2 separate regions of the Mus musculus genome follow, and region 1 is linked to region 2. A link is a contact called in public Hi-C data. All regions are on one chromosome and are shown on one strand. Each heading gives the region's core, a stretch centred on a gene start, on an enhancer-like site or on the middle of the called end of the contact. The rest is flanking DNA. Distances are from core to core; before and after follow the strand shown. Region 1 has its middle 51 kb from the start of C1qtnf3. Region 2 overlaps Rai14 (retinoic acid induced 14).

Evidence for each region. Hi-C and Micro-C count contacts between places; a contact is called where the count stands out from the background.
Region 1: a Hi-C map of liver shows a contact between it and region 2, with 2.1 times the contacts expected there. The contact joins two enhancer-like sites. A contact is called at or near these places in 7 of 484 Hi-C or Micro-C datasets (bone marrow-derived macrophages, embryonic fibroblasts, embryonic stem cells and 2 more) and 1 of 115 datasets of contacts at active chromatin or transcription factors (fibro-adipogenic progenitors).

What each region holds. Positions count from the first base shown.
Region 1 is chr15:10,899,941-10,903,639 of GRCm38.p6, reverse strand. No RefSeq gene overlaps it. Among named protein-coding and RNA genes, the nearest start is that of C1qtnf3, 51 kb to the left of the region's middle. Within about 2 kb of position 2,324, at least 17 of the 459 cell types and tissues checked have an H3K27ac peak or open chromatin away from gene starts, as enhancers often do. A contact at or near this core is called in liver, where this site is marked.
Region 2 is chr15:10,635,386-10,638,743 of GRCm38.p6, reverse strand. The region is part of intron 2 of Rai14 (retinoic acid induced 14); the gene reads left to right. Among named protein-coding and RNA genes, the nearest start is that of Gm10389, 37 kb to the right of the region's middle. Within about 2 kb of position 1,738, at least 5 of the 459 cell types and tissues checked have an H3K27ac peak or open chromatin away from gene starts, as enhancers often do. A contact at or near this core is called in liver, where this site is marked.

The DNA.
Region 1 (3,699 bases), core at 1,075-3,574, 260 kb before region 2:
AAGGCTCGCCAACTGGCCTGAGGCTGAAGAAGCAGCAAGAAGTGGCAGCAATCTCATGAGAAATTCTTTGGTGGGTTTCTAGTGGAGTTCAGCAATGAAATGTTAGGCGAACCAATACATGTGTGTGGTTGGCGAAGAATAGTGAGGCAGAGCAAAGCAAACCAATGCTCAGGCTCTCTCTGTCTAAGGGGTTGTATTTATGTTCCTTCTGAACATCATGTATCTTTACCTGTTTGCTATAGCAACACATACTTTCCCCTGAATCTTCTTCAGGTAAGCATTCTTCCACTTGTCAGCTTTAGCAAACTATCCTTTCATCCATGTGCCCCAGCAAAACATCATTTGATATAACCGACTTTCCAAAAAAATCCGAAGTTTCCACTTCAGTGACCCGCCTGCCTCTGTCTCCTAAATACATCACTACACCCAGCTGAAGAACCTTTTGTTTATTTGTTTGTTTGTTTTTGTTTTTGTTTTGTTTTTCGAGCTGGAGAACCTTTTAAAGGGCACTAATTCTATTCCTGAAGGGTCCCGCCCTGCCTGTGCTGGGTAGGCAGGCATTTTGGAGGACAGCCTTGAAGCCTCTTCAAAATCACACAGTCAATAAGGAATGCACACTAAAATGACTGAACTGGCAGAGCACCGAGGAGCTCGCTCACACGCAGCTTCAGAAGTAAGGCTGCAGACAGGTCCTGTGGTAGCTCCAACTCCTTCCCTGCAAACTTAAGCCAGTGATCTGGGATTCACAGTTATTGTCATTTGAGAATTGAGGAGCTAATTAAAAGCACATTTAATTTAACATGGAGACTGTTGACTAATCTTCTCCCTGCTTCCAAACAAGGGGAGATTCATGTTACCATTTAAATTCCTTTGCTGTCACGTGGGGTGAAGGAACCTATACTTGGGATAAAGGGGATCCAACACAGTCTTCATGGAGAAAGAGCTGGACCTGAAGCCCACATTCATATTCTTTCTGCAGTTTACTACTAAGCCATTCTTAGAGATGGGGGCCGGTGAACAGCTCTTAGATTCCATTTCCTGTTCTTCACAAATGAAGGTGATGGTGCTGGGTCAGAGCGATGACTCAGCAGGTAATGGCATGTGGCACTGAAGACCCAAGTTCAGTATCCAGAAACCGTATGGTGGTGGAAAAGAACCAACCTCCACAAATTGTTCTCTGACCCCTTCCTCTCCCAAAAAAAAATAAATAAATAAAACAAAAGAAAAATATTTCTAAAGAAGTATACCGAAGGACTTATAATTATTTGTCTTATTTTGACTGCTCTGTGAACTTGGGGTACTCATTAACCAGAGCAGAGCAGGCCTTACTCTGATGTCCTCAAAACCAAATATGCAAACAAATGAAAGAGGAAAAAAAAAACACCTGGCACTTTCAATCACCAGTTAAAATACATTCTTAAAACAAAATAAGAAGAAAAATACATCAAGACCCCTTAAAGCTCCTTAGAAGAGCCCAAAGGATTAGCACAGCTCTTAGAAGTTTACCCTCTGTAGTCTGAGAGCCTTTGGTGCCTGTCTGGGCCACACTGCCCTTGACCCTACTCCTGCACTAGATAAATATCTATTGAAGTCTACTGTGAATCAGGTCCAGTTAGGCTCTTGAGACACTACAGTGAGCCCCAGGCACAGACACACTACACAGCCAGCTCTCCCAGCACCTGAGAGTGTTTGATTTGCTGCTCTGGGGCAAGTTATGGTTGACTGCACTGATACAGCCCAATTCCCTCCTGAGCAAATCAGTTTTACACTCAGTTGCTGTTCCCATGCATAAACGGAAAAACAAGACATCAGATGGTCCATGAAGTTTCTAAGAGATGTTGCAGAGGTGGCTGGTGTCTGTCTGTGCACTGTCTTCTTTGCTGGATGAGTGAAAACATCTTTGACTAATCAAAGGCTATGCTGATCCTTTCGTTTTGGATGGCAAATGAGTTAAAGCAACCTGGTGTTATTTGGTATTCTTTGTCTTTGGTTTGTATTTTGTGTGGCTTTAAGATAGTTTAGATGACATTGGACAGTTTGTGAAACTATGATGCTTTCGTTCAGAAGCCAGTCTTCCCCAAATGCTCACAAAGACTGAACTTCTGATGGGTGGCTGTTATAAACATAAATATTGTTGGGGCAGCCTGGTTGGTTTTTTAAGCTTTTTATCCTTTTAGGGACAGCCCTTCGAACTGCATCAAGCTGTGGTAAGATAATCAATTCTTTAAGATTGCTAGAGAATGCCATAGGAATTCATAGGATGTCCTTTGCCTTCTGAAAAAGGCAAGATCTGGAAAAAATTAATAAATCAATAAATCAGCTTGAGAGTCGTTGCCCAACAGGTGGCACTGTTACTCTGCTCCAAAAGTCACAGTACCATTTGGCTGGGTTTCCAGAAGCAAAAGAATTAACTTTTTGAGTTTACTGTAATAAAGAATGACAGACTAGCCAAGGCTGCATTCTGTGTTAGAACACTTGCATAGTCTTATACAAGGCCCTGAGTTCACACTCGGTGTTGAGGACAAAGACAAGTTATGGTTGAAATTATTGGACAACTTTCTGCTCAAACTGCAGTATAAAATAAAGGAACTTTTTAAAGTGTGTACCAGGGATGCCTGTCCAAGGAAAAAACTGCCTTTGAGGGATGAACATGGTGGATTTTCCAGGAGTGAAAACTTTAGCAGTTAATGATTAGACTGCTCTCCTAGTAATCTCATAGATGCAAGGAGAAACACCACCAATCTAAATCATCATGGCCAAGTTAATTAGAGCAAGCAATTACTTAAAGCAAGCTTTGTATTGGTGTACACAGACTGCCACCCCCTAAGGTAGGGTTTGAGAGGTCAACATTGGATGTGAGAAACACAAGGTTTTTATAGTTTAGGGGTAGGGAGTCCTCAAATGAAGGATTTAACAGGCAAAAAGGGAGAGGGCTATAGGAACAGAGCATGAGTGTAGTTATGCATAATTACCTCCTGAAACATAGGATGACTGCAAGGTGGTCATAACAACAGGCAGTCATAATGACCCTTCTGCAACAAAGGTACAATTGCGAAATGGCTATTAATTTTTGTGAAGCAAAGACATGATTGCCATTTTAGAACAGACAGTACATAACCATTTGTAGTTAAGCTCAAATGTGAGGCGTGGTCCAGTCCTTCAAAAAAACAGAGGTTTAACCATAAACAGGAGTGAGCCTAGCCTGTCCGATAGTAAATAATGAGGCTTTTACACCTAAGATGGTGACAGGTTGGCTCTTCACCCCCACAGTCCTACCCCTAAGCCTGCACAATTGTGTGCAGTGTACACATAGATGTGATCCAGAATCCAGGCTTTCCCAAGTTAGTCCTCCCTACCTTTGGGGAGACCCAATGGACACAGAGCACTTTTCTCTCTGTCACTTGGAGGCTCTCGGACAAGTCCGAACCGGCTGCTTCATAGCCAGTCCTTCAGATATTTGCGTGCGGCTCTCATGCTGTCTGTGTCTTTTCTCCTCCAGAGTAAACATCATGGTGGTTACAACATTCTGGGCAGTGTGCTAGACATGGCTCTTTCTTTGCCATTGCAAATTATAGAAACAGGCTCTGACTTGCTCTTTTGAGATGTCTCAAGGAACTCAGATAAGCATCACACAAGTCAGGAAGGCTGGGTCTGGGATCCAGAGCAGAGGCCTCGGTCCAGCTTACATCATCGGCTTAC
Region 2 (3,358 bases), core at 489-2,988:
CCATGACTCTTCTTCATTTACCTGAACATCACTCCCTGCATGGTCTGGTTCACCATCTGGTCCAGAAATAGGCTTGCCTGATTGAGAGTTCTCTCCTTTCTATGGGGCTGGCTCCACATTTCACACACCTTAGGAGACACTAGCTCTTATTGTTGGCATGCTTCTGCTGATGTTAGAATTTAGCTTTGTAAAGTCACAGAAAAGCCAGTAAAGGCTATGCTGCTCATGTAAAAGGAGCTAAATAAACACTTGTTGGGCCGGGTGTGGTGGCGCACGCCTTTAATCCCAGCACTGGGGAGGCAGAGGCAGGTGGATTTCTGAGTTCGAGGCCAGCCTGGTCTACAAAGTGATTTCCAGGACAGCCAGGGCTATACAGAGAAACCCTGTCTCGAACCCCCCCCCCCCAAAAAAAAACACTTGTTGGACGACTGAACAAATGATAGGGCTTGTCTCTTATCTGTCTAACAAACATCTGTATGCTCTTGATCACGTTACATCTAGTTGGTAGGCGTTACCAAGTACTGGCTATTACAGTGAAACTTTAGAGAAAACTAGTTAGGACCAGGAAGCCTGCCTGTTTATTGTCTGATCTTAGAGTTTTAAAGTATGTGCCGTTCTTTGTTTTGTTTTGTTTTTTATTCTGGATAGTGTGACTCTGAAACCTTTCCAGTAAAAACACTGTCTGCCTTCTACCTTTGCCTTGCTGGTTTTATTGGCAAAGCAATCTGGTCTTCTCCATAAACTGGAGGGAAAAATGAAACCTTTCTAAGCAAAATCTCTCAAATAGGCTTCCTCTGATGGCTGCTCCAGGAGACCCATCCAAGAGTCACTTCAGTTTGCAATGGTTTGGGCTTCAGCATCTCTCTTAATGATCCCAAGAAACTATCTTTTTTTTCTTCCTGGCTCACTTCTGTGCCAATGGACTACTTTGCTTGGGCTTGATATATTTCAAAACTCAAGCCCACCCGTTGGCCAGATGTCTGTGACCACTGGATTTCTACTGGTTTTTCAGTTTTCCATGATTAAACCAAAATTAAAAGAAAAAAAAATGCCATGTCTGGCCAAGGGCAGATGTTGGTTGCCAAAGTCCCAGCTTTCATCACGGTGACATTCTGTTTGCTCCCCTGGATGGAGACGGTCGGAGCTTTCAGAGGCCATGGAAAGAGCTGTGAGCAAGTAGGTGTCATTTGGAAATGATTTGATAGCTAGGAGACTTACCGGCTAGCCACTGAAAATCTCCTTTGTGATATATGAGCAGGGGTGTCAGGAGCCCCCATTGAGGCTAAACTCCGGCTTTCCCACATGCAGGCCTTCATAGCTGACATATTACACATGTCTCTGGAGTGTAACATATGGCTTCCTGAACTTGCAAATATGGCCTCCTGCTCTGTTGAAATAATGTCTGTTTAAACAGTCTCCTGGAAAAGGGAAGCCACATTCAATAAAATAATTTCATGTCCAGGAAGCTTTCTCTGGGGTCCCTTAAAATGTGATTTCCAAGGAACCTAGTAGAAAGTTTGCATTAAGGCGTTACCTGGCTCTCTATCCATAATGGACTGTCAGATTGTAGCTGTACAAGTAGATGCTTGTTGTAGATGTTAAAAGATTTATGGAGTATTAGCTAACCAGGAACAGGGCAGAACATCGAGTTCAAGAGTAATAAGCTCAGAGTGATGGTGTAGACCCATTGCCCCAGCCAGTGCACAGGCTGGTGGGGGAGGAACACGAGGTTAAGGCTGCCCTGGATACAGACCAAGGGCAAGACTGGCCTGATCAGCTCAGTGAGACTCTCTGAAAGTACATGCATGTTTTCTGTGTGTGTGCATGAATCTGCCAGCTTCATCACTGTGTGGGTTTATGAATCTTGCAGAAGATTAAGAGCCAGGTTTTGGCAGCAGGTTTGTCTTCATAGTAGACATAAAAGAAATAGGTGGGAAAGTGTCCACCCACACATACTGGATCCAGTGTCAACTTAAACAGGCTCTGACCCATACTGTGTTCTGTATATGGGAGAGAGAAAAGGAGAAGTGTGATTTATTAATTACCTATAGAGAAATATATGTGAATACCTTACATATATACATATCTATAGATCTATCTATATAGGTATGTAGTTATATAGGTATATAATTATACCTACCTATAGATCTACTTATACAGGTATAGTCTTATATAGGTAGATCTATAGATATAGATAAATCTATATAGGTATGTAGTTATATAGGTAAATAGTTATACCTACCTATGCCTATAGATCTACTTATATAGATATAGAGTTATATAGGTAGATCTATAGTGATCAGGTAGCTACCAAGTGAGTGTCTGCAGAGCCACTAGCCAGGTTGCAGAACAGCCTGGGGCCTCTGTGTATTCCCACACATCCACTTCTCACCCTAGCTCCTAACCACCATCCTGACTTTTACCCCATTTCTGCACAGGGCAGTTCCATGGCTCCCGAATTTCTCTTTACATGCACATAATCATACGAGGTGGGGCTTTGCGTGTTGAACTTGACTTCGCTCAGCCTTTGTTTCTGATAACCAACCGTCCGTGATGTTCACTCCGGTTGCCTTGAGCCTCCCCTTGTTGACTGTACTGTAATAACCTTTTTGGATATGGGGCCATTTATAAATTTGTCTCTTTTGAGCGGTTCTGTTAACATTCTGCAGTAGATCTGATGGACGCATTGATCACGCATCCCTGAGTGAAGGCCTACTGTTCGCTGAGCTTTTGTGGGAGGTAACATAGCAGCGCTTGAATGGAGAATTTCTCTCATTTTCCTATTCCATTCCTATTAAGGAATTCCTTGTGGAGGACGAAATTGCTTCAAATTCTCTAGCCAGCCTTGACATAAGATTCTGACTGTCCCTGAATGGGATCGGTGAGAGTAGTTGTTGGACCTAAACAATTCCTGGGAACCACCTTAAATGCTGGGCCAGAATCTTTAGAATGGAACCAGCAGTCGACAGACTCAACCAGCACCTGGGTGGTTCTCATGAGGGAGACACTGGGCTCACCTCGAGTGAATTTATGAGGTTTGGCATCTTAGTCATGAAGAAATTTGGGGAAAGTATACACAATTAAAAATCTTGGAAAGCCGGCCTTCTTGTGGAAAAGCTAAGGAAGTCGGATTCATCCAGGCCGTAAATGTATTTTTAAAAAGACCGAAACATGATTTAATTGTTTGCAAGAGAATGAAAGAATTTTATTATGACAGCGCAAACATTTGCTAAGTCAAGAGAGATTTAGATTAGTCAGGAGGGGGCGCATACTGAGCGTTCCGCAGGCTCCAGGGATGTAAGAAACAAAGGCTGCAGCTCAGAGTCTTCAGGGAACAAGCCAGACACCCCCTCCCCAG